Linked DNA regions of Sus scrofa: regions 2, 3, 4, 5, 6 and 7 are each linked to region 1. A link is a contact called in public HiChIP or PLAC-seq data. All regions are on one chromosome and are shown on one strand. Each heading gives the region's core, a stretch centred on a gene start, on an enhancer-like site or on the middle of the called end of the contact. The rest is flanking DNA. Distances are from core to core; before and after follow the strand shown. Region 1 overlaps ARHGAP26 (rho GTPase-activating protein 26). Region 2 has its middle 140 kb from the start of NR3C1. Region 3 has its middle 100 kb from the start of NR3C1. Region 4 has its middle 49 kb from the start of NR3C1. Region 5 holds the start of NR3C1 (nuclear receptor subfamily 3 group C member 1). Region 6 overlaps NR3C1 (nuclear receptor subfamily 3 group C member 1). Region 7 overlaps NR3C1 (nuclear receptor subfamily 3 group C member 1).

Region 1 (3,626 bases), core at 413-2,912:
AAAAAAAAAAAAGAGAGAGAGTTGGATAATGGCCAGAGTTAGCAGGAAGGGGGAACTCTTCCCGTGGGGCTGGAGGCCCCGGAGAGACGGCTCTAGGTCACGACCTGAGCACCTTCCCTCCAACGAAGCGGACACTACTCTCCTCCAGGGTAAACCCCGACAATACCGCAGCGACATCTGCGCCCATGCCCCCTCTGTGAGAACCTCCAGGGAAACACAACAAGGACTACAACCATTTACACGACAGAAAACCCCAGGTAGGACAGAATAATGTAAATCAACGATAATCAAAGAATTAACAAAACAAAACAAAAACAAAAACAAAAACCCACACAGGTAGGAGTTCCTGTTGTGGATCACGGGTTAAGAATCCATGTCTGTGAGGATGTGGGGTCAATCCCTGGCCTTGCTCAGTGGGTTAAGGAGCTGGCATTGCCGTGAGCTGTGGGGTAGGTCGCAGATGTGGCTTGGATTCGGTGTGGCTGTGGCTGTGGTGTAGGCTGGAAGCTGCAGCTCCGATTCAGACCCCTAGCCTAGGAACTTCCATATGCTGCAGGTGCAGCCATGAACAAAATGAAACAAACAAACAAACAACAACAACAACAACAAAACACCCCACAAGTACATGAAAGACATGAATTGGCAAGAGTACACGTTAAAAGTACACAATAGAACGGTGGACTGCGGGAGGACAGGAATAGGAGTTGGGAAAAGAACTAAAAGAGAAGTGAGTGAGTGACTTAAGGAGGAGCCTGTGAGGATCCCGTGCCACAAGCCAGGGAGCAAGACTAATTCTCTCTCTCTGGACCCGAGATCCAAAGAGAAGAGAGAAGAAAGCAAAGGGGAGAAAAGTCTCTGCAAAGAAATGTGCATGCATTTATCTGCTGTCATCCCCTCCTTGGCAACTGGGCCATTTGGAAAACACCAGCAGCTGCCAGCCATTAATTATGGCCCTGCCTGACATCCCACAGGCACTGTATGCCCTGAGAGAAACTTCAAGATAAAAGCAACAAATTCAGAACTGTCCCCGAAGGAATTCCCTCCTGCTACCTGTCACTTCAAAATATGCTGGTTCTGTGGTGAAATGCTGGCATTTGAGTTCTCACCAAACCATTTTCCAGAAAGGAAAAGGCCCAACATTTGGAATCTGGCTCTTAAAAGGTAACAGCACAGCATCCCACGTTTAAATTCATATCCTATAGACTTCTTACCTTTAAGTGTTTCAATTGCCTCATACACAGCTGCAAAACCACCAGAGCCTGGGCAACAGCGCCACCTGTGGCGGAGGAGCGCCACTGCGTGGGGTGCGGTGAAACTCACGTCACCTCGGCAGGAATTGGAAAGGGAACGGGCTTGGCAGCAGAGGGGAAACGAAGCTAAGGCTCGTGTGATGTCAAAAGAAGTCCTAACCCTAACCCTAACCGGAGCACTTCTCTGGTGTAGCCAGCTTGGAAATCAGTGAACAGAGCAGTTTCTAGAACAAGAGCACCCTAGAAAAATAATTTTTCTAAACTACTCCTGGAAAAGTGACCGGTATGTTTAACCCATCTGTCCTCTCCCGCTTCCCATATGAAAAGGTGAGCAGCTGAAGAATCAGTAGAGACTCAAGGCAGCCAACTCTGTCCCCTGTGAATAACAATGGCAAGAGCCACATGCTGCACGCGCCTTGTTTCCACAAACGGAACCTTCTGTGTTGTTCTTTTCCTAGGGAGGTAGAATATCCCTGTGGTTAACAGCAGAGTTAAATTAGAGCCAGGCAGAACTCAGATTAAATCACATCTCCTGCATTGACCAATCTCAATTTCCTAATCTACAAAGTAGGTCAAAAGCACCTCGCAGAGCAGTGCAAAAGCATCAGAGGAGCTAATGTGCATAAAAACCCTGAAACACAGTGAGGAGCCGGTAAGCGCTATCCATGAACAGCTATTATTGTAAAATACACTCGCTGTTGACAATGCAAAGCATAGAGAAATATTTCAAGGTGAAGGTCGGTGTCTCCCAGCAATCTACCCCCTGTGCTGATTAAGACTTTGACGAGGAAGCGTCTCCAGGACTGTGCCTCTCAATGTCTCTAGACAAGGCAAGTCATTTATTTTTATCCACACATGGTTCCACCACCTGAGTTTTAAAAACGTAAGGGAACAATATACGGAGGGCACCGTTTTGGCAAATATACCAAGATCTCGCCTGTTCTTTTTAGAGGGTCCATAGTGCTCTCTGCTATTTGTCATCAGTGTCTTATTAACCATTTAGACTGTCTCCGATTCTTTGCTATCGTGACCGATGCGCCAATGAACTTCTTTACAGAAATGTCTTTGCATTCCCATCTATCCGTCAGGACAAACTGCTGGGTCAAAGGATATTTACTTTTGAAAGGCTTTTAATACATAGTCCCCAGATACTTAATACATATTACGATATGGTAAAACCAGCTGGCATGCCCACCAGCAGAAGCACGGTCATCTTTTAAATCTACCGGTATGTATCTCAAGGAGGGAGAAGCAGATTCATAACGTCAAAAGTTACAGGCAAGGAGTTCCCGTCGTGGCACAGTGGTTAACGAATCTGACTAGGAACCATGAGGTTTCAGGTTCGATCCCTGGCCTTGCTCAGTGGGTTAAGGATCCAGCATTGCCGTGAGCTGTGGTGTAGGTGGCAGACGCGGCTCGGATCAGCGTTGCTGTGGCTCTGGTGTAGGTCGGCAGCTACAGCTCCTATTAGACCTCTAGCCTGGGAACCTCCATATGCCGCGGGAGCGGCCCTAGAAAAGGCAAAAAAAAAGTTACAGGCAAGCTTCAGGTCTGGGCAGGGGGTCTCCTTCGATGTGTCCCTGCCCCTCCCAGTTCCTAGGTCCTTTATTATAGAAATGTGTCCCAGAGCAGGGCAGGGCGTGGGCCTCTGTCCTCTCTTGTCCTGGTGGGTCCCGTGATGTCCCTTCTGTAATTCCATCTCCTGAGTCCTCTCGAAACCCTCAGTCGAGGTGTGCTGTCTTGCCCCAGGTGGGCTGAAGCTAGGCCACTTTGATGCGCTCTTTCCTGGGACTCTCAGAGAAGTGAGGCAAGGACTGACAAACTGTTTAAAAGCTTTCTCATCCTGCTTCTATTATCCAGAAGGCCCTTCCCCACTGGTCCCCGGGTCTCCAGAACTGGTCTGATTTCAAGCCTTGGTTCTTCCACTCTTCCCACCTTACTGCGGGTGGCGCTGCAGAGTTCTCTGCCCTTTCATTATTATTACTATTGTTTATGCGATTGTTATTTTAGGTCAAGTTAGCCCCGTATCAGATGGGCTTTCCGAAACAGGCCCATCTGAACGGGGGAGGAAGGACTTGTTTCCTTGAATATTTACTTGAAAAATTCTCCCTGGTTCAATGCGTGCGGGAAAAACAGAAGCAACAAAGAAACATGTTTTTCTTCTCCGAAAGGCCTCTTGGCCTACCAATAACGACCTTTCCAAATTACTTAACATTTTACATAAAGATTCTGTAACATCTGTATTTTGGAAAGCATGAAAGAAGGGAAATGTCTGTCTCCAAGTGGATTTCGCATCGACATAAACAGCTCATCCTTTTCTCTGGTCCACATGGAGCGGCACTGAGCTTCCGGATACTGCTGCAATTCAGGGTAGGG
Region 2 (3,626 bases), core at 394-2,893, 500 kb before region 1:
ATGCGGGAAACAGAACACACCCAGGCAAATGGTTTGTGGACAGAGCCCAGCTGTTTTAATCCATGACCTGGAGAACAGCTCTGGCAAGGACCCCAGCCCCAGATTTAGCCTCTTTTAGGCATGAGCCACGAATCATGATAGCTTGTACAGCCAGAGGTCTTCGGTATTCTCAGAAGAGTCTCTTGGAATTGTGGTGTCATGATGGGTTTTTCTGCTGGGTTAAGGGGCTCCCATGGCTCAGATCAGCTGAGCTGTGCTTTGGCTGTGCTGTTGAAGTTTGCTGAAATACTGGATCCAGCCACCAGTATTTGTATGGTAAGGCAGCTTAAAACTCCCACGAGCTCATCCAGGTCCCATTGGCCCTGGATCCTAACCATCATGGAACATGCCTGGTGCTGTTCAAAAGCTTTCTGACACTTAATCCTCCCAGGAACCCAGAAATAGTTATCCCGATTTTGCTAAGTCCACTGAGGCTCAGGGCGGTGAAGCACATTGCCCCGGGTCACTTACCTGGTCAGGAGTAGAGCTGGAATTCAAGCCCAAGTTCCTGTGAATAAACACCCATGTCCTGCCCACCACACACCCAACGTAACCACCAAAGTGTAACCTGTAAAACAAAGACTATTTTCGAAACATAATGAGGAAAAAGCCACTTTTCCATAGGTGACTAGGACTTGAGAGGGCTGAGTAAGTTTCTGTCAAACTGGAAATCAAGTTATTGTGGGCACTCCTATCCAAGCAGTATGATGACATGATGAGGAAAGTGGTGGTGCTGGTGGTGGTGGTGGTGCCGATGCTGGCAGCAGTGATATTTTTCACTCACCAAGCTCTCTGTGCCAAGCACTTGGATTCTCACACTGACCCTTTTCATTCTGACAGTGAGCCGGGGTAGGGGGTTGTGTGGTCAGACATACACACATGCACACAAAAGTCCTGCCCAAGAATCCAAGCGTGCACAGCCAGGACATGGCAGGCCTGGCATGTGGCCTTGGGTCCCTGATTCTAGAACCTGTGCTTAGAACCACATCTCTGCACCTCATGTGACGTGGAGTCCTCATAAAAGAAAACAGACATTGGAAACGTTCCACCAGCTTCCACTGCCCTGATGGCCACTCAGATTTACGCATTTTATTCCACAAGGCTCAGACATATTTAGACACTTTGAGGTAATCGTGACCTGTCACAGTTTATCTGGGCTGTTCATTGTCAGAGAGCACGTATAGGCTTCAGGACAGAATCATCCTCTGCTTTGCATCAGTGGGGTTTTTTTTTTATTACTATTATACAGCCGTTTGTTAACAGATGAGCTCCACTGCAAGGAGAAAGCCAGTTTTGTGGAGCTGAGATTAATAGAGGCGCTCAGCCTAGCTGAACTGGGTAATTGCCTCAGTCTTTTTATCGTTGTCATCACGGGCTCCCACACAGCTCATAAGGACATCAGTCATGACTATGATGACATGGTGTCCTCCAAAAACACGGAGAGAGAACCAAACGGAAATCTGCTCAAGGCCCACAAACTCCCGAACCTGAACTTTAGAGCCGCCCATGATTTGCTCCCCTGGATGGAGCTGAGCTGCTCCTGTGGTTCCCAGCCTCCTCTCCTCGCTATCAGAGGCTGGTAGAATGGTGACGTGTGCCCGCTGGGTGCCAGCCAAGTTGGCGGCAGCTGCACATACCAAGGGCATGGCGTTTTTGCTGGACTTGACAGCAGGCTTTCACACATAGAATTATAAGTTCTTGTTCGCAGAGCTGCACACAATCTCAAGGCTTTCTTTTCTAGAATCAGTGCCAGAGTGGGCTGCTCAGGCCAGAAGGCATCACTTTCAGGTGGCTGTTTGGGAACTTCAGCTTCAGTGAGGTGAGGTCTTTCTTCCTGTCTCTGCCTTTTACCAACCTGTGTTCCGAAGGTTTTCTCCATTTGCAGGCGAGGCAGGGAGTGGGGAGAGAGAAGGCCAGAAGCAGGTGGAAAAGCAGCTGCCTTGGCTGTCCTCCTCTGGGAGAGTCCTGGTGGGAATCGCATGCCCAAGGCTCTGAGGAGACCTGCGGTATAGACAGGTTTGTCTCAACTTGGTTTGGCCTGGTGTTACCCAACCTGTTGCAGTACCCAGCTCTTTTTGAGGATGGGAGTTTATGTGGCTCTAAAGCCACATTCTCCCAAGTGACCATGGCCCCCGGACTCTGGGGTAATGCAAATGAAGAAGACGGCACACAGGGACCAGGGGAACCGTAAGGAATGCCATGGACTTCATGGCGCCCCCACCCACTTCTTGAGAGTCCTGGGACATCCTGACCCAGAAAGTTTTTCACAATGATCCAAATTGAAAACAACTGCCCACAGTATCTTCCAATAGTTCCAACCCAGTCATAGCTGATGCTGTGACTTCCTGCGTCATGATGTAGTCGGGGGGGAGGAGGCGGTGTTCACCAACCGCTGTCCTGCTGGGTCTCACCTCTTCTTTTAATGTTGCACGCAGGCCACTGCAAGGCTCCTTTGAACCTGTACGAGATTTCGGAATCCGGAATTTACGTGTAGATGGCAGCTTTGCATTCTTTACCTCCTTCGCCCTTATTTACAGAGGCCTGAAGTTAAAGTCCTGACATAGATTCTCATGCAATTGAAAGAAAGGGAAGTTGCTGGAGCCATTGGAACCATCCTGGCAGGGATGAAAGATGGGAGAAAAGTTTGAGGGTTTTCTGCTCCCTCTGAGTTCACTACTGTTGAACTTAATTCTGTTTCGGTCCCTGACCTATGTTGGATTAATAACATTGGAACTCAACAAATACTCAATTACCCCGATAGAGCACTAGTGTTCCAGAGAACCCAGTTTGGGGAATATTTTCTTTACCCTATCCAGGCCTTGTTTGCAGGCAGAATGCTAAGAATTCTTTAAATATTTAAACATACCTTTAGTTCCCCCGTACACATAAGTCAATTCTCCTTTGGAAAAATTAGAGCATTGCAGGTAAAACTAAGGTCCCTTTGACCAGGACCCTCACCCCTGGTCCCTTTGCCCTCATCTCAGAGGTGATATGTCCTACTTGGACATATACACCACACCTATGCATACGTATGCACACATATATTCATAATAACTTTTATAAAATAAATAATATGGTCTTGGATTTTTTTTTACAATAATTATATCATATTGCTTGCAACTTGCTTTTTTCAGTGCAAAATATGTCTGAGAGATCTATAATAATGGTGCCTCTCCAGTCATTTCCTTCAAGTGCTGTTTGGCTTCTCCTCTTAGGATTTTACATGTTACCAATCTGAGTTCTTGGCCATCCTTAACCAATAGAAATTGGTCAGAGGGCAGGCAAGAAATTCAGGCAAAGCTTTATTGGGTCCCCTGCTACAGCAGGGGGAGCAAAAACAAGCAACAGTTTCCCTTGCTCACTGAGGTGGGGGCAGGTGGGGTCGAGAAAGCTGGTTTCTTATATGGGGGAAAGGTAGGGATGGATCCAGGGTCAGATCTCAAGGATGACTTTAGGTGGTCTGCTCACCCCTTCAGTTGTTGTATGCAGGCATATGTGTAGTATCCTGCTTTTGTAGTATCTCAGCTCTCCAGAAGTGGTAGTTGGTCTTTTGGGGGGTTTTTATGTCATATTGCCCATAATTTGTC
Region 3 (3,626 bases), core at 740-3,239, 460 kb before region 1:
GTTTTGGCTTCCTCAGCTGGAAGGTTCATCTTTCATGGTCATTACAACTTCCTTCATCAGTGCCATTAATTCCCAGTCTAAGAAATGTATGAATTCCTGTGATTCTGTTGGTTTCTGGGCTAAAAGATTTAACAGATCTCCAGAGTCACATGCTTCTCTGTTCCCAGGCTTCCTCTTCATAAAAATGAAATCTTAAGGAAATCCATCAGGCCAGCTTGTTCATTCTTAAGGGATGTGCCTTGAAGAAAGGCTTTGCATTATACCTCTGCTCTTGCCAGGCTGCATGAAGTCACCGAGGGCCACATACCACGCTAAATTCTCTCTCTCTTTCTCCTTCTCTCTCTCACCTCCCCACCTACTTGCATATTGTCCTCTGTTTTCAATATCATATATCATTATCATTATCATATCATCCTCTGTTTTCATTATCATATTTTGTCATCACCTTCCCTAGAAGGACATTTAAAAAATAGGCTCTGGAGCCAGGCTTCCTGGGGGGAAAAGTGACCCCACTACTTCCTTAGCTGTGTGATCCTGGTAAACTGAGTGCCCTCCCTGTGCCTAGTTCCTCATCTCTAAAAGGAGATATGAATAGCACCTACCTCATAAGGTTATTTGAGAAGTAAATGAACGGAGCACTTAAAACAGTACCTGGCCCATGGCGACCTCATATGCGATTAGTGTTGTTCTAGTCAATAGATGGCAAACTCTGGTTTTGAAAGGTCAATAACTTACACAAGGTCACGCAGGCTCTGAGGTGCAGAGCTGGCACTGGCTGATGGCAAAGCTGTAGTGATGGCAGTGCTGTGCTGCCTCCTGTTTAACACACACGGTGTACTCAGCAGGCACAGCTGAGCATGGCAGAACACTCAGAAGAGACAAACGCCCTTTGACCATCAGTTTCACTTCTAAGAATTTGACTGAAGCTTGAGCAAGTATATAAAGGCCCACGGATAAGGATGCCTATTGCGACATTATTTGAGATGGCATCAGACCAGGGTACATTTTCAGTGAATAGGAGTTCTCTCTGTGGTGTAGCAGGTTAAGCATCTGGCTTTGCCTTTGCAGGATCAATCCCCAGCCAGGGAACTTCCATAGGCCATGAGTGCAGCCAAGGGAAGAAAAAAAAAAAACTAGAATATAAAAAGGCTGTTAAAATGTAGTACAAACTAAATAAATCAGTGTTTCTCTCTGTATGATCTGTTGAGTCTGAATTTTCATGGAAAATGTCAAATTGACTTTTTAAATATCATTGGGGAACAGGCTGTGGGAACTCTTCCCAGGCTAGAGAGAGAATTGGGACTCGAGTATTCTTTTCCTCTCTCTCTCCTCCCTCTTCTTTTTTTGTTTTATTGAAGTAGAGTTGATTTACAATACCGTGTTAGTTTCAGGTGTACAGCACAGTGATTCAGTTATATATGCATGTTTGTATTATGTATTCTTTTTCGGAGTATTTTCCCCTATAGGTTATTGAAAAATATTGAGTATAGCGCCCTGTGCTATAGGTAGGTCCTTGTCGGTTATCTATTTCACATGTAATAGTGTGTATATGTCAATCCCAAACTCCTAATTTATCCCCCACTGATTCCCCTTTGTTATCTTCCTCTCCCTTGATGGCTCTCCAACTCTGAGCACCAAAGTGCCTCGCATGTCAAGGTTCGCCAGACCTAGGAGCTCAACTTTATTTCCAGAAGGAAAGAGAGTTCCTTTACGGGTGCTGGTGCCTGGCCCACCTGTGATAGGTGGGGTGAGCGGTATGCAACTGGGTCCCCTGCCTATGACCGCAGGAGACACTGCGGTTCTCCAGACTCACGCTGCCGTGTGGACCAACCATATGGAAAACGAATACCTGGATGGTCGGGCAAAGGCTTAGGCTTCTTTTTTTTTTTAATTAAAAAAAAGGTGTTATGCTGTTTAACACAGAGCACTGTGCACTTCCCTTTGCATGTGTAGACACAACCCTGCTTGAATCTGTATTAAAAAATAGAATTGGCAATGGCTTTTGCTCCCCCTGAGCTTGCCAAAAAGGTTGGAAGTGAGCATGCTTCTTCCTGCCTCTCTTGGCTGTGTTCCCTCTTAGAAGCTGGTGGAGACAGGATCCTTCTCTTCCATAACTTTCCCTTGAGCGGTAAGTGGGCTAAGGGGTGGGGTCCAGGAGAAGCACCCCCACCTTCCATAATCAAGGAGGTGCTGATGTAGAAAGATCAGGTGCTGGCAACAAAACTGAGGAGCTTCTGATGAAGTTCCCATGCTGTTTAATCCTTAATCATCCCTCCTGGCATACTTCCCATTGCTACTGCTTGCTTAAAATTGGAAAGGACTAATTGCCTCAATCTGTATTTTCTATAAAGCCAAGCTCAATGCAAAACCCACAGGGACTCCTTGCATGATCACCGTGACCTAATAGGCTATTTTATTTGCTTCCAAGAAGCTTCTTCCATCTTCCTCTTACATTCTAAAATTTTCTTAGTCCCAAGTGACAGTCAGCGATATGGGAGATATCGAAATGCTTCCTGCAGAGAAACAAGATGTTAGTTGAATTCCATACCCATCTCTCCAAATGGGTTTAATTATCAATGCGGTTTGCTGCCATGAACGTGAGTCTTTATGGAAATTACCTTAACTATTTTGTTTTTCCTAAAGACTATTCTGGAGATGAAAATAATCATTAAGCCTCACAGCTTCTACACCAAAAAATGTCAGATTGTTTCAGCTAATTAAAATTGAAATTTGAGGGCTCTTGTGATCTCAAATATGTCATTCAAATGTAGGCTTTCTCAGGAGAAAAAGTTTGTTGCACACTTCAGGAATGAAATTACAAGATCCACCCAAGTTATTGCATAAACTTTTGGTTTCTACACAAAGGCTAATCCTGTGCACATGCAGAGAAGCCCAGCCCCAGGTGCTGTCCCTTCTTTGCCAGAGAGACAGCTATCTCTCCTCCTAATGCTTGAATTCTGCCTTTTGTGAAAATTACCTTAAACCCACTAATAGCCACAGGAGGAAAATATAATCAATCCCTAATAACTTGCAGTCAATTTGTTTGTTAAATCTTTCCCTCTCTTGGAACTCAGAGTGTTTTCCTCCCCATTGCTTTCCTTTCGTAGATATGGCTAGAGGAAGATGCATAGGCAAAATGAGTACATATTATTTAGAAAAGAATTTAATTTCTTACCTCCTAATAAGAGATGTGGTAGGACACAACTGCTTGAAGGGAAGAAGGAAGGAAAAGGTTGGGCTGAATGTGGAGAGACAGAAACAGGAGACAGAAGAAAAGGCATGGAGAACCTTAGCCACAGTGGCATTGGGCCAGGATGGAAATGCTTACCAGGGGAGGGATATAGGTAAGGTGTGAGCACAGAATAAGAGAAACACGCCAATTTCTACAGAAGGCATTCGCATCTCTGGTTACCTGTGCACACCAGCTCTGTAAGAGTAACACATTCCGAAAATAATATTTAGACTTGGAGTCTCACTTTTTATGCATGGAGGTGAATTCTAAGAAATCAGAGCCAGTTTCCAGTCCTGAAAGCATTCCAAAGCGATCCTGTTAACAGTCCAGCTCCAACCAGGTAGCCATCCCTGAGCCAAATAACTAAGAATGCAAGCATGGGGGCGTGGGGCTT
Region 4 (3,626 bases), core at 475-2,974, 410 kb before region 1:
ATTGTATGTAGCTTAGGAACTGAAACCACTGAGAAGTAGTTGTCTGTGGTCAAATGTTGCTACCAGACTTTAAAGACCTTAGGGACCGAGGCTCTCTGGTTGTTTGGGTGGATGGAGAGACGGCCGGGGAGACAAATGATGGGGACAATCAAGCTTCTGCTGCCGTGCTCAGTCCTTAAGAACATCCCCTAGTAGGCAACTCAGAATGAGGGTTGGCAAGTAGGACAATAATAATAACACTGGTTACGGATAAGCGCTCCAACCGAAGAATTAAAAAGTGAGTGGCCAGGGCGTTCCCTTTGTGGCTCAGTGGTGAATTAACCCAACTAGGATCCATGAGGATGTGGGTTTGATCCCTGGCCTCGCTCAGTGGGTTAAGGATCTGGCATTGCGTGAGCTGTGGTATAGGTCCAAGATGCAGCTCCGATCCCACATTGCTGTGGTGTAGGCCAGCAGCTACAGCTCTGATTCGACCCCTAGCCTGGGAACCTCCATGTGCCTCGGGTGTGGCTTGAAAAAGCAAAAACCAAAAAAAAAAAAAAAGAGAGAGAGAGAGAGAGCAGCCAGGAGTTCCCATTGTGGCTCAGTGGGAAGAACCCAACTAGCATCCATGAGGATGTGGGTTTGATCCCTGGCCTCGCTCAGTGGGTTAAAGGATCCTGCATTGCTGTGAGCTGCTGTGTGTAGGTTGCAGACAGCACTCAGATCTGGCATTGTCGTGGCTGTGGTGTAGGCCGGCAGCGGCAGCTCCGATTCAACTCCTAGCCTGGGAATGTCTATATGCCGCGGCATAGCCCTAAAAAGGAGAGGGGAAAAAAATGTCCTGCCAGACTATGGCAATGAGATTCCCTAGAGTTAGGCAGGGCTAAGACCTCCTGCTCTCCTTTCATTCACTGAGCTGAGCATCTGTGGTGCAGTCTTCTTAGGCATCACCTTTTGTTCAGCCCTTACTGGGTGCCCTGTTGTGAATACAAAAGTATCAAATGGCATCCTTCATGTTTTAGGCCAATCCACGGCCTCAGGTAAGAGATCCGCATCTGCTTGTCAGCCCTAAATTAAGTGACTGGGTGAAAGATGATGAACCCTAAAAGCGGGGAATCATCCATAAGCACTTTTCAATGAAGTCCTTTTATTGTCTCCTCGAGATAATATGAAGTAATAATAAGATATTATCCACATATTATCCTGTTTGTCAGGTTCTAACTACAAAGCTCCTTACTTGAGTTGTCTTTGCAACGCAAACAAGACCATACCCTGTTTTCGGAAGCACAGGTGGAGAGGTCCATCTACTGAGGAGCTCAGTGGAGCTGGAGGGAGAGGACATGCCTCTCTTTTGTACCCAAAATGACTTATTTAGACAGAGCTATAAAGATGTCAAAGAGTTCTCAGGCTTTCCTTTCCACTTCTCACTGTCCCAGGGGACATCACACGTGACATTGGAATAGCCCAGGAGTCACATTACCATGCAGCCCAAACTCCCTCTTTGCCCGAATGAAAGAAGGGTTGTTGAGGGGCAACAGCCAGGAAGACTCCCAGAACACCACAGCAAGGTCGCCTGAAGACCCTGGCTTCTGCCCAAGAGAAATTTGACTCTCGTTGCAGAAATAGGAATAACTCGAAAGCTCTACAAGCCAAGGATGAAAAAACGAACCGACCTAATCAGCTTCCCTTATGAAATCAGGGCGGAAGTGAGAGACAGTAAGGCTGTAAGCAGAAGTGCAGGGGCTGAAAAGGCGGAAAGGGCTGCGCGCAAGCTACGTTCACGTTGGAGCCACACGTCTAAGCAAGCAGAAGCTGTGAAGTAGCTCGCTGTGCTTGGAACGCATTTCCCCCAGACCACTCCTTAATCCTACGGATTTCAGTTTGAACACCAGGTCCCTAAAGAAACCTCCCCGCTCAATCCTCTCCTCGTTTGTCATTCCACTTCTAGCCCTAGATGTGGAAACTTGCTCAGGGTCCCCCGTGTGTGCCCTCACCAGATCCTGTCATTTATCCCACCACGTTCACCACATTTGCAGTAAAACATCTGTGAGTTTATCGGTTGCCTCTCTCTCCCTGGCTGGGCTCCACCTCCACGGAGACACAGGGGTCACATCTACTGTTTTCTTACCGTACTTGCTTTCAGGGTTCACCCAGTGCCTGGTTGGCATCAAAAAATCAATAAATGTTTCTTGACATGTTTCATGAGAAGGAGGCTTTACTTTACGAGGACACAGCCCTGAGTAGCCTGAAATGTGGAGCCTGGCATCAGAATGAGGTTGCTGCACCAGCTTACATTCCACCAGCTGTGGGAGGGTTCCCTTTTCTCCACTTCCTTGCCAACACTTGCTATTTGTGGTCTTTTTGAGGATAGCCATTCTGACAGGTGCGAGGTGATATCTCATTGTGGTTTTATTTGCATTTCCCTGACGATTAGCGAAGTTGACAAACTAGTGGTTACCAGTGGAGAGGGGGGAGGGTAAAGCAGGCAAATGGCATTAAAAGATACAAACTGATGACAGGGTCATTTTGCTGTACAGCAGAAATTGACAGAACATTGTAAATCAACTATAATAGAAAAATAAAATCTTTTGAAAAAAAGATACAAACTGCTATGGATAAAATAGACAAGCAACAAGGATATATTGTAAGGCACAGGGAATGTGGCCATTATCTTATAATAACTTTAAAGGGAGTATAATCTAGAAAAGTATTGAATCACTATGCTGTACACCTGACAGTGATATAATATTGTAAATCAACTGAATTTCAATTAAAAAAAAATGATGAAGAAAGCAGGTTGCTGGTTTCTGTGCCTGAAGACATACCATGCTGTCTCATGTGGAGCCTGGGGCCCTGTGACATCCAAAGCCCTGAGCAACTGCAGCTCTAGTGTCCCAGCTCCTGTCACAGGACACTTAATGGTGACTTCTTGGTTCCCCACATACATCCCCGAAACAAAGAGCAGGGGAAAAGAAGCACAGACTTTGTGCCTCATGAGCAGCACTGTTCCTAAATGGTGCTGCTCAAAGCCTCAGAAAGGAGCCCGTGAATTAAAGGTTTATGTTAACCTCATTTCGTATTTCTTTTCATTCACAGGAAATTGTTTTAATTGTCCATGCCCATCTGTTCAGGGTTGACTTCACTGGCTGTTTGAAAAAGTAGCTGCATCATGCTGCTTTGTTCTAGGTTATTTAGATAGAAAAAGGACCCCAATTGGTATTTTATTAGTTGCTATACCATAATTTGTTTTCAAAATACTGGATTTTTATTTAAAATTTAGGATGCTATACATAAGGTCTTTTTTATTTAGGAGTGAGAGAAACGTTTTTTAAGAACATCACATCCAGGAGTTCCCTCGTGGCTCAGCAGGGTTAAGGATCTGGCATTGTCACTGCTATGGGCCTGGTTGCTTCTGTGGCATGGGTTCGATCCCTGGCCCAGGAACTTCCACATACCATGGGTGCACCAAAAAAAAAAAAAGAAAAAGAAAAGAACATCATGTTCAAATACATAAATATTAATAAGTAAAACCCTTCCCTTCTCTTCAATTATGCTATACTTTGTCTTTTATGTAATCCTTTTAAAGATAGCCTGGCTGTTGCACTGTCTGGTTTTTCTATACTGTTTGAGTAAGGATTTTTTAT
Region 5 (3,626 bases), core at 509-3,008, 360 kb before region 1:
GGAGGCGAGAGGAGCAGCGGCCGAGCGCCAGGGGCAGGGCAGGGTGGAGCTGCGGCAGCCTCCGCCCCCGTCTGCAGCTGGCAAGCGCTGTCACCTGTGGGGGCGCAAAAGTTCCCTCCCCAAACCCTAAAGCCACACAGCACAACCTTTCCCCGAGTCACAAAAATCGTAATATGTGCGGCCCAAGGTAGGAGGCTCGGTCCCAAACGTTCCCAAGCCCTCTGGACGCGGCGGGCCGGGGAAGGGGGCTGGGGAGGGGGCCTCCCGCGCGGACACCCCTCACCGCACGCCCCTCTCTTTGGGGAAGGGCCACGTGTTTCCTTCGAGCCGAGGAGGAGGCGCCTAACGGGCACAGCTGGAAGGAGTTTAATGCTGACATTTTAAAGCTGCGTGTGTTCTGTTTTATTTGGAGGGGCAGGGGTCCCACGAACACGAAAGGGTGGGCGACGCTTTGAGGAGAGTGCAGCAAATGTCAAGATTCGGGGGCGAGGGGCCTCCACGGGAAACTTGGATGCGGGCCCTGGAGGGGGTGGAAAGAGAGGTCAGGAGTTGCGGGGTTGGCGGGGGGAGGAGGGTGTACTTTGCAAGCAACTTACTGTTTCGCCTGCAACTTGATTTGGGGCCTGCCACCTCCTGCTTTCCTTTAAAAAATAATTAAAAAGTGCAAAGAAATCTAGTTCGCCGGAGGTTTTGCATTTGGCGTGCAACTTCCTTCAAGTGTGAGCGCGCTAGGAGGGAGGGAGGGCGGGCTGGGGGTTGAACTTGGCAGGCGGCGCCTTCTTCTGCCGCCGCCGCCGCCTCGCAGACTCGGGGAAGAGGGTGGGGGACGGTCGGGGCGCGGGGGAGGGTGGGTTCTGCTTTGCAACTTCTCTCCGGGTGCGAACGAGCGGCGGCGGCTGCAGAGTGGGCCGCCCAGACGATGCGGGGGAGGGGGACCCTCCGGCACGCGACTCTCCCCGGGCCCAGAGTACGTATGCGCGGACCCCCTCCGCTCCCCGAAGCCTCCCCAGAGGGCGTGTCTGGCCTTCCAGTCCCGCAAGCGGCCGACGCGCTGCGGCACTGTTTCCGTGCAACCCCGCAGCCCCGTGTGAAGTGACACGCTTCGCACAGTTCGGCCCGGGGGCCACGGCGCGGACCACCCCCGCGGCTGTGCTGCGGGCCGCGCCCTGGCTCCCGCAGCCAGCCCGCTGTCACCCGCTGGGACGCCGGCGGCGGTGGCCGCCGAGGGACAGGGCGAACCCCGGAGTGGGTCCGGAGTCGCAGAGCTGGGCGGGGGCGGGAAGGAGCGGCGAAGAGAAACTAGAGAAACTCGGTTCCCTCCGGAGCCCGTCCCAGAAAGACCAGGTCGGCCGCCGCCGCCTCTTTTTTCCTGGGGCGGGGGGGGGGGTCGGGGGACGGGGATCGGCCCCGCGCGGCCGGAGGGCTGCCTGGGTGGGGGCCGTGCCTGGGGCCGCCGGCGTGCAGGCGCCGTCGCGGCCGGGGCGGCGGGGCGGGCGCGGAGGGCGTGGGGGCGGGGGCCACGGCCGCCCCTGCAGTTGCCGAGCGTCGCCAACAGGTTGCATCGTTCGCCGCCGCCGCCGCGCGGCCCCTCGGGCGGGGAGCGGCCGGGGGTGGAGTGGGAGCGCGTGTGTGTGCGAGTGTGTACGCGCCGTGGCGCCGCCTCCGCCCGCCCCCAGCTCGGTCCCGCTTGCTCGCCGCGGCCGGGCGGCCCTTTCGCGTGTCCGCGCTGCCTCCCCTCCTCCTCCTCCTCCTCCTCCATTTTGCGAGCTCGAGTCTGTGACGGGAGCCCGAGTCACCGCCCGCCCGTCGGGGACGGGTTCTCGTGGGTGGAAGGAGCCGCCGCGGCTGGAGCGGCTGGAGCGGCGGGGCGCCGGCAGCGAGGACGCGCGCCCGGGAGCCCCGGCCGGCGGAGCGGGGCGGGGGGCCGGCTTGTCAGCGGGGAAATGGGGGACTTTCTTCGCTAGGGGCCCTCCCCTCCCCCCATGGAGAAGGGGGCGGCTGTTTACTTCCTTTTTTTTTAAGAAAAAAAAAATCGCTCCCGCTCCTCCTGCTTTCACACGCTAAGTTGTTTATCTCGGCTGCGGTGGGAGCCGCGGACGGCGGCGGTGAGCGGCGCCGCGGGCAGAGGTAAGGGGAGGGGAGCGGCAGGCAGGACGGGCCGGGGCCGGGGCTGGGGCCGCGAGGGCGCTCGCCCCCCGAGGTGCGGGGCTGGGGCTCGGGGGCCGGCTCCCGGGCCGCCGCCGGAGCCTGCAAACTTTTATTAGCCGCGGGGAGTGGGGGTGGGGGCCAGCGAGGGCCCGGTGGTGGTGACGAAAGGGCAGCGGGCGGGTGACAGCGCTGGCCTCTTCCTCTCCCTGGGCCGCGGTCCCCGGGCCGGGCCGAGGGGGAGGAACCCGAGCTCGCAGCGAGTGGAGCCTCGTCGAGCCGCCCGGGTTTCCAGCCTCGGCTTCCCTGGCCAGGCGTCCTTGCCTCTGTGTGTTGGCCCCCACGTCCCTTTGCTTTTCGCTCCCAGGAGGGCCTCCCGGACATCCCCTTTGCGGGTGAACGCTGAGCCGCATCTGGATCCTACTCGCCCGAGTCTTTGCACTCCACCGAGAGCGCCCGAGCGCGAGCAGGGTCTGTGCCGAGGTGCCAGTGCGTCTCCCTGCTGGCGGGCGCTCAGGGTGTGTGTGTCTGTGTGTGTGCGCGCGTGGACACATGCGGGGGGCTGACAGCCTGCCCCTCGGAGACTTGGGCCGGGCTGGCGTTGTCTGGTGGAAGTGGGCGTGTCGGGGGAAGAACTCAACAGGTCTGCACACATTTCTCTTTGAACCCCGCACTTGCTTTCGCCCCCTCCTCCGAAGGTTTGTTCTTTGGCGCTCGGCATCCCTTCGCGTCTGACGTTTGGAAGCGGCCCCCTTTAGGAAAAGACCCTCCCCAGCCATACTCGCTGCGTGGTGCGGTTTGTGACACGCGCTGGTTTGTCGCTGGGAGATTGCAGACGTGGTAATTGCAGCCCTGTAATGCCACTTAAGACCCCTGGCCATGGTTCGTTAAGGCCGATTACTGGGACAGGGTTATTTGCAATGTAAACGGGGGTATTAGGTCCTTTGAGGGTTCGTTTCGTTTTATGGAGTATTGTTTTGGTTTCGAGTTTGAAGGCAGCTGTCAAAGCGGCCTGGAAATTCATTAGGCTCCAGTTGATTCGTGGTGTTTAGAGATCGTTATCAGGTAAAGGCGGCGGAGGGCGGGGAGATCAGCAATTCACCTTAAAGGTTTGTAGTGGCAAGTCCCCCACCTCGGTCTGCCCTGATCACTTTCCCGGAGGGCCAGTCAAGTTTGTGCTTCTTAAAGCCTCCGTTCAGGAAAAGATTTCCTTTCCTTGGATGGGATTTGACTGTAGTGTCGCAAACGTGCGTATCAAAGCCTTCGCCCGCCTCTTCCAACGTCTTGGTTGTTGAGGCTGCTCACAACCTAACTCTCCTGAGGATAGGCTCAGAATTAGGAGAAGTGAAGGTCTGGAATGCAGAGAAAATTATTCTGAGTATTTTTATTAGGTGTTACTTTACTGGGATTTATATGAATGTGATTCTGCGGTGTTTTTTTCCCTCTGTTTTTCAGTATTCCGATATTTGGAAAGGAAAAGT
Region 6 (3,626 bases), core at 540-3,039, 320 kb before region 1:
TTGTAGGTTCGATCCTTGACCTTGCTCAGTGGGTTAAGGATCCAGCGTTTCCATGAACTGGGGTGTAGGTTGCAGGTGCGGCTCGGATCTGGCATTGCTGTGGCTTGGGCGTAGGCCGGCAGCTATGGCACTGATTAGACCCCTAGCCTGGGAACCTCCATATGCTGTGGATGCGGCCCTGAAAAAAAAGACAGAAGACAAAAAAATTAAAAAAATAAAACTGGGATTAGCATTTGCCGTTTCATACGGTAATGCTTTACTAATTTTGAATTGTAGCAGTGGGCTAAAAATTAGGATAGTTGATGATGTAAACAATACTAAAAATTGGCCGTTATCTCTAAAAAATATCCATGGCACTTTACAAAAAAATAAATAAGTCAAGACAGTTTAATTTGAATTAAACTAAACAATTAGCAATAGCAGAGATGCAAATTGTTTTGATTATGTGCTCCAAGTATGTAACATATAAATTACATGTTCTGCCACCTCTAGCTGCTATGAAGACTTTGATTCACCAAATCTTGAATCACTTGGGAAATTCTCAGGCTGTGTGCCAGGTTTACTAAATTAGAATTTGGGGAGTTCCCGTCGTGGTGCAGTGGTTAACGAATCCGACTAGGAACCATGAGGTTGCGGGTTCGGTCCCTGCCCTTGCTCAGTGGGTTAACGATCCGGCGTTGCCGTGAGCTGTGGTGTAGGTTGCAGACGCGGCTCGGATCCTGCGTTGCTGTGGCTCTGGCGTAGGCCGGTGGCTACAGCTCCGATTCAACCCCTAGCCTGGGAACCTCCATATGCCGCGGGAGCGGCCCAAGAAATAGCAACAACAACAACAACAACAACAACAAAAGACAAAAAGACAAAAGACAAAAAAAAAAAAAAAAGAATTTGGGGGCTCAGGATTGGTTGTCTGTATACTGAGAAAGCTTTCCAAATGCTTTAGGTATTTTTTCTGCAAACTGCTGGTAATATAATAGCTGTGGCCGTTACAGGAATAGTATCATATTTAGATATTAATAATATTTGTGGCTGAAAAATAAAGCCAGCGTGTAAAAAAGATACATGTTATAGAAGATGTTGAGATTTCAGCAATACAATGAAAATGTTTTTTCCGTAATTGCGAACATGCTAAATTATAGTTACAGAAGGGGAAGTGACTTCATGGCATTCCTCTATAAACCAGGAAGGTATATCCAGGATAATCACTTCATGCTATTAATTGAAACATTAAATACAGTGGTAATTTTCTGCTGTACCAATCGCAGTAAGAAGAAAATTTTCCTAAAGATTATTTGTTTGGGATAAAGTGCATAGTGATCTTCCGATTGATCCTAGGATCAGTTCATTTCTGTATCTTTATATCTGTGAACATGTCTATGTGATTACATTTGTATATATTATTTATTTCATTCTGCACATAATGTAGTACCAAGGCAAGCAGCATAAACTATAAAAGGGTATCATTTTGCCAAGCGTATTTTCTCATCACTGCCATGCAGCAAGTGTATGTTTACCCACATGTGCAACTGTGCAAAATCTTAGAAAGCTACAAAGAAAAACAAAAGGGACTGGGAACGTGGCGAGGGCTTAAACTGTACCTACAATTATATAACAAAACCCACTTGATCTGTTAGGTCATCTTTAATAGGTCTCTGAGATGTGTCACAGCCCTGTCTGATGTTTGGATTAAAACTGGTTTGAAAAATTTAAATGGCTTTTGACCCATATAGTTATTTCCTAATAAGCATGTGGTATAACTGGAAAGCCGTGACACTTGCTGGTCTGGTGCAGCGTGTACAAACTGCTGTCTTCCAGTTAGAAACCCCTGGATGGCTTTTCCAAGCCTCGTGTGTGTGTGGGGGGGGTCAGCCTTTGAAAAGGAAGCCGTTGTTTTCTTTATCTTGTCGTTTTCATTAGCTGAGAATGTAGTGCAGTGGGTAACTGATGAATAGTGTGGAAATGTTTTCCGAAAACCATTAAGTATTTATAAAATTAATTATTAAATGTTGAAAACACTGTGTTTCCTTTCTTTAAGCTGTATGTTTCATGGCCTAACACAGCGGGGAGTGTCTGTGTTAAATGCGGCTCTGCTCTGTCTGATGTTGTTTGTCCGTTGTGAGGGGGTAAATAGAGCCCTGGACCCATCCATCCATTTTTTTAAAAAAACAAAAGAAATTAGTCTCATACATACGCTGATAATTAGAATCTTGACTTTTTGAAGGTTCCAAAAAGTTTTTAGATCAGCCTCCCCCCTTTTTTTCTTTTTGGCCATGCCCATAGCAGGGCCAGGGATTGAACCTGCACCACAGCAGTGGCCTGAGCCACAGCAGTGACAATGCTGGATCCCTTACTCGCTGCACCGCCTGGGAACGCCAAGATGAGCCCTCTGTAGAAAGTCAGGCATGTGGAGTGCGGGCAAATGACTAGACACAGATTGGTACAAAATAATGGGAATCTTTTAATGTTACTCTCAGGCGTTGAGATTTGATTCCAAAGGCGGTAGAGCACCATTGTGTTTTTTTGAGCCAGGATTGACTTGTTCTAAGCATGTCGGAGAAAAATTTACTCCAGCAGTCTTTTTATTTATTTACTTGTTTGTTTGTTTGTTTATTATCACATCTGTAGTTGTATAATGGTCATCACAATCCAGTTTCATGGGATTTCCATCCCACAGCCCAAGCGCACCCCCCACCCCTCAAACTGTATCCTCTGGAGACCATAAGTTTTTCAATGTCTGTGAGTCAGCATCTGTCCTGCAAAAAAGTTCCGTCTGTCCTTTTTTCAGAATCCACGTGTCAGTGAAAGCATTGGATGTTGGTGTCTCGTTGTATGGCTGAATCCACTTAGCATGATAATTTCTAGGTCCATCGTGTTGCTGAAAATGCTGGTATTTCGTTCATTTTAATGGCCGAGTAATACTCCATTGTGTGTATGGACCACATCGTCTCGATCCGCTCCTCTGTCGACGGACATTTAGGTTGTTTCCATGTCTTGGCTGTGCTGCAGCAGTCTCGTATAAGATTAGTGCCATTTTGTTTCACTGGAGGAAGAGGGAGCTGGAGAAGAGAGACCGCATGGAATGGTAGTTACATGAGCCGCTGACAAACCTCAGGCCAGCAGCAGTAGGAGCAGGAGCGGGAGGGAGGCGGTGGAGAAGGGACTGTGCACGGACAGAGGTGGGGGTCGTTTGGGAGACGCCACGAGGCGGCTGACCCTGGAGAACCAGGGGTTTCTGACGCTCCGGACATATTTCCACGGTGATCAGTTACCCCGTTGTTGCTAAATCCAGTGAGCTACTGTGTGCCAGCCCCATGCCAGACACCAGAACCCTGTTTGTAAAGGCCTCTTCCTGTGGTTTTTGTAACAATGTATTACTTGTTTATTTATTTATCTATTCTTGGCGTAGTGGATTTACAGTGGTGTCTTAGTTTCAGGTGTACAGCCAAGTGATTCAGTTATACACACGTACATATGTACACACACACACACACACACACACACACGTTCTCAGATTCTTTTCCTAGACAGGTTATTACCAAATACGGAGTATAGTTTTCTGTGCTCTACAGTGGGTCCTTGTTTATTTATTTATTTATTTATTTTTAATTTTTTTTTTGTCTTTTTGCCAT
Region 7 (3,626 bases), core at 435-2,934, 300 kb before region 1:
CGTCCACACCTAGAACCACCCTGGCAGGAGACGCGCTCCTGCACATGTGGACTGGTTGATGCCAGCAGGGCGGGAGGCAGTTTGCTTTCTCTTCCCAGTGGGACCCTCCGTCCCACAATAGGGTCTGGTAAGTGACCATTTCACCCACCCACGGCTGTGGCACGAAAAGTGTGAGCCCTCCGGTTCTCTGTCGAATCCGTTTCTCTTAACCACTATTTCTTAGTCTTTCCAGGCTTATGCCACATTTCAGAAATAACAGGAAAGTTTTCCTTTATATGACCTCTTTGGGGCACTATGAGAAGAACTAAAATCTCAAACAGGATGTGCTCAGATGCTATTATCGCCCTTTGCCCCCTTTTGGGGGAAGGGAGGCGCGCTTCCTTCTTAGGCGAGACAGACTTTTGCCAGCCACTTGCATTGTAATTTTGAAAGAGTCTGTCTTCCGCTCAGTACTCCTAATTCTTATGGCGCAGTTGTTACAATCTAGTCTGTAGTCCTTATAGAAAGTGATGGATAAGTAAAAAACCAAAATTAGCACTCTTAAAGGAAGCCTGGTACAGCTAAGCTCAGGTATTGACTGTCTGCCTAATAGGTAACAATCTACATTGCTGTGAATTGTTTTACTATCGTAAAAACATGCCAGCTTTCTGTATTCATCTGGGAGAACCATTTATTGGCAATGAAACATATTTATGCTAGAAATTAATGACTAGTCCTTAAAGTAACAATTTTGTGATTCATATTTTGGCCAGTGGCAGATGTTTTCTGCTCTGTTTTAAACTGTGGGTGAAAATTTTGTCAAAGTTACTGTTTTATTCATTCCTTTTCTTCGGCTGCCCACCCCCATCAAAACCTTGCAGTTTTATGTAGCTGTGTAGGCTCACCTCGGATATTGCAGGTTCATTTCCGGACCACAGCAATAAAGTGAGTCACACGAATTTTTTGGTTTCCCAGTGAGATGAAGGTTCTGTTTACACTATACTGTAATCTGTTAAATGTGTGGTAGCATTATGTCTTTAAAAATGCCTACCTTAATTTCAAAATACCTTACTGCGAGGAGTTCTCTTGCGCTGCAGTGGGTTAGGAATCCTCTGACGTCACTGCCGCAGCTTGGGTCGGGGCTCTGGCATGGGTTTGATCCCTGGCCTGGCAACTTCCACATGCTAAGGGTGTGGCCAAATAATAAACGAAATACCTTGTTGCTAAAAGCAAATGCTAACTGTCACCTGAGCCTTCACTGAGTTTTGGTGGTAACATGCAAGATGACTCACTGATGGCAGATCACCACAGCAAATAGGATCAAGTTTGAAAGAGTGTGAGGGTTACCAAAATGTGACACAGACGTGAAGCGAGCAGATGCTGTCAGAAGAAACGGCACCGAGAGATTTGCTGACGCAGGGTTGCCACAAGGCTTCCACGTGTAAAAAGCACCGTGTCTGCACAACGCAACAGTGCAAAGCACAGTAAAACGAGGGGTGCCTGTGTTTGTTGAACTGTTGAGTTACTAAGTTTTTTTTGAAGTGATGATTTTTGTTGACAGTAACAAGTCTAAAAAATACTTTGACACTTCAAATTGAGGGCTTTATCTTCAAAAGCTCCAGTTCTCTTCAGAGCTGTCGCTGGACGAGAATGTCAGATCTGCACTGGTATTCAGCAGGTTTCTGTTTCCTGCACACAGAACTAACTGCTTACATAAGAACTCATTTTTAAAACACTCGAATGGCTGACTCTTCAGTGTTGCTCTCTTAAGGAAAGGATTTGGTTTAGTTACAAGTTTTGTAATAATTCTGTGAAGATATAAACTTTGATAGAATGTTTAAAATTAGTTTGTGAGAATAGTGTTGGTTTTGTTTTTAAATCTTCTGCAGATTATTTCAGAAAAAATTACTATTATTTGATCATAATTACATATCAAATTCAAAGCTTGCAGGCTGCAAGTTTCCTACTACCGTAGTTACCATTTGTCTGTTCTCAAAAAAGTGCTGGCGATGGTGCCCTTGAAATTTTTACACTCCAAGGAATATCCTCAACACTTTTAAGGCACAAATCATGTTACAACTTTTGCTTTCATAGTTTCTTTCCTGTCTCAACATGGCCTCTGAAATGCTAGCAGACACCAGTTTAGAAGAGAGAGAAGTTAATTTTCTAATAAATATGCTAAATTGAACTGCAGTAATCTATACTTATATGGACCATGAAAAAATAAACCAGGAGTTCCCCTTGAGGCCCAGCAATAATGAACCCAGCTAGCATCCGTGAGGACTTGGGTTCCATCCGTGGCCTCGCTCAATGGGTTGAAGATCCGGCATTGCCGTGAGCTGGGGTGTAGGTCGCAGACGCAGCTTAGATCTGGCATTGCTGTGGCTGTGGTGTAGGCCAGTGGCTACAGCTCCAATTTGACCTCTAGCCTGGGAACTTACATATGCCATGGTTGTGGCCCTAAAAAGACAAAAAATAAAATAAACCAAAGCTTGCTTGTTTTTCATTGCTAAATTTAGCAAATGTGAAACGACATGATGGCTTATGTTGCTTACTGTAATTTATGTAATTTTATTAAGAAAATGTGTACACAGACAAGCACTGAAGTCACAGTCCATATACATTATATATAGTGCCGCAGTACTTGATATTTTCAGGATGTTTTGACTGATATTTAGTTATATAATTCACCAAAAGATCTTACTAAAGTAAGGAAAATGTTGACTTCTAGAACACCTCACATGCGTTTTTTAAATATAGTCAGACTTTTTTAATCTCTATCTGCTAAATAGATAATCAGAGACTATTGGTGAAAAGTACTAATTCTAGCTCTCTGATAACTGTATGTTGCTTTGGGCATCGCCTGACCTTAGCCTTAGTTTCCATGAAATACGAGCTCTAACCTCATGTCTGTAAACATCCTTTTATCACTACAATATTGCACTAATTTAAACCACCATACATTTCGGTACCCAGGAATTTATTATTGGTTATGTGCTAAAAATTCAAAAAGCTGTAGACTTCTAAAATAAATTTAAAATACATTTGAATAAACTTTTAAACTTGAATCTCGATTCAGATTGAGACTTTTCCTCTCAGAAGAATCAAGTGTCATGGGACTAGTTCTCTAACGAGGTAAGTTTTAATTTCTGAGTTCTGAGTTTTAATTTATGCATCTATAAAATGAGACTGGTAATAATCTTTCAGATACTGATGAGGAATTACAGAGTAGATCAGGTGTCTAGCACGTAAGAAGTGCTAGATGGTAGCTGTTACTGTATAGTCCAGTTGAGTGTATAATTATGCCACCTTAGTGCCTTTAAATTAAATAACCACAATTTTTTTTGGCTTGATCAGTCTTGTCAACATTAGCTGACAGGTTCATTGATACCCATGAGTTTTTCTTAGTCAAGACACCTAAGTTTTCCATCTACAAAACTGGTAGTGTGGCTAGACAGCGCCTTTCTAGTCACACTGAATAGTATTAAGTTTATTTTACTTACATTAAGTGATACGCATTTTACAAAATAACACCGAAGTTATTCATATCATTATATAGCCCCAACTGGATACTCTGGTAGAGCAGTATTATTTCAGAAAAAATTAAATACATTTCAGAAAATTCGAAGGTCTGGTATGTTAGGCAT

The links. HiChIP or PLAC-seq counts read pairs in DNA pulled down with a chosen protein or histone mark.
Region 2: a contact with region 1 is called in an H3K27ac HiChIP or PLAC-seq map of skeletal muscle, with 4 times the contacts expected there. The contact joins two enhancer-like sites. A contact is called at or near these places in 2 of 2 datasets of contacts at active chromatin or transcription factors (alveolar macrophages and skeletal muscle).
Region 3: an H3K27ac HiChIP or PLAC-seq map of skeletal muscle shows a contact between it and region 1, with 6 times the contacts expected there. The contact joins two enhancer-like sites. A contact is called at or near these places in 2 of 47 Hi-C or Micro-C datasets (both in skeletal muscle) and 2 of 2 datasets of contacts at active chromatin or transcription factors (alveolar macrophages and skeletal muscle).
Region 4: a contact with region 1 is called in an H3K27ac HiChIP or PLAC-seq map of alveolar macrophages. The contact joins two enhancer-like sites.
Region 5: an H3K27ac HiChIP or PLAC-seq map of skeletal muscle shows a contact between it and region 1, with 11 times the contacts expected there. The contact joins the promoter of NR3C1 here to the enhancer-like site in region 1. A contact is called at or near these places in 1 of 5 promoter capture datasets (liver), 14 of 47 Hi-C or Micro-C datasets (alveolar macrophages, embryonic fibroblasts, epiblast stem cells and 8 more) and 2 of 2 datasets of contacts at active chromatin or transcription factors (alveolar macrophages and skeletal muscle).
Region 6: an H3K27ac HiChIP or PLAC-seq map of alveolar macrophages shows a contact between it and region 1. The contact joins two enhancer-like sites. A contact is called at or near these places in 2 of 2 datasets of contacts at active chromatin or transcription factors (alveolar macrophages and skeletal muscle).
Region 7: a contact with region 1 is called in an H3K27ac HiChIP or PLAC-seq map of skeletal muscle. The contact joins two enhancer-like sites. A contact is called at or near these places in 1 of 47 Hi-C or Micro-C datasets (skeletal muscle) and 2 of 2 datasets of contacts at active chromatin or transcription factors (alveolar macrophages and skeletal muscle).

The regions. Positions count from the first base shown.
Region 1 is chr2:144,568,512-144,572,137 of Sscrofa11.1, reverse strand. The region is part of intron 12 of ARHGAP26 (rho GTPase-activating protein 26); the gene reads right to left. Among named protein-coding and RNA genes, the nearest start is that of ARHGAP26, 270 kb to the right of the region's middle. Within about 2 kb of position 1,662, at least 14 of the 83 cell types and tissues checked have an H3K27ac peak or open chromatin away from gene starts, as enhancers often do. A contact at or near this core is called in alveolar macrophages, fetal skeletal muscle and skeletal muscle, where this site is marked.
Region 2 is chr2:145,069,433-145,073,058 of Sscrofa11.1, reverse strand. No RefSeq gene overlaps it. Among named protein-coding and RNA genes, the nearest start is that of NR3C1, 140 kb to the right of the region's middle. Within about 2 kb of position 1,643, at least 25 of the 83 cell types and tissues checked have an H3K27ac peak or open chromatin away from gene starts, as enhancers often do. A contact at or near this core is called in skeletal muscle, where this site is marked.
Region 3 is chr2:145,031,909-145,035,534 of Sscrofa11.1, reverse strand. No RefSeq gene overlaps it. Among named protein-coding and RNA genes, the nearest start is that of NR3C1, 100 kb to the right of the region's middle. Within about 2 kb of position 1,989, at least 5 of the 83 cell types and tissues checked have an H3K27ac peak or open chromatin away from gene starts, as enhancers often do. A contact at or near this core is called in alveolar macrophages and skeletal muscle, where this site is marked.
Region 4 is chr2:144,977,274-144,980,899 of Sscrofa11.1, reverse strand. No RefSeq gene overlaps it. Among named protein-coding and RNA genes, the nearest start is that of NR3C1, 49 kb to the right of the region's middle. Within about 2 kb of position 1,724, at least 26 of the 83 cell types and tissues checked have an H3K27ac peak or open chromatin away from gene starts, as enhancers often do. A contact at or near this core is called in alveolar macrophages, where this site is marked.
Region 5 is chr2:144,927,829-144,931,454 of Sscrofa11.1, reverse strand. It overlaps NR3C1 (nuclear receptor subfamily 3 group C member 1), which reads left to right and starts at 1,758. Exons shown (of 10, transcript NM_001008481.1): 1 at 1,758-2,127.
Region 6 is chr2:144,884,029-144,887,654 of Sscrofa11.1, reverse strand. The region is part of intron 3 of NR3C1 (nuclear receptor subfamily 3 group C member 1); the gene reads left to right. Among named protein-coding and RNA genes, the nearest start is that of NR3C1, 44 kb to the left of the region's middle. Within about 2 kb of position 1,789, at least 2 of the 83 cell types and tissues checked have an H3K27ac peak or open chromatin away from gene starts, as enhancers often do. A contact at or near this core is called in alveolar macrophages, where this site is marked.
Region 7 is chr2:144,867,194-144,870,819 of Sscrofa11.1, reverse strand. The region is part of intron 3 of NR3C1 (nuclear receptor subfamily 3 group C member 1); the gene reads left to right. Among named protein-coding and RNA genes, the nearest start is that of NR3C1, 61 kb to the left of the region's middle. Within about 2 kb of position 1,684, at least 25 of the 83 cell types and tissues checked have an H3K27ac peak or open chromatin away from gene starts, as enhancers often do. A contact at or near this core is called in alveolar macrophages and skeletal muscle, where this site is marked.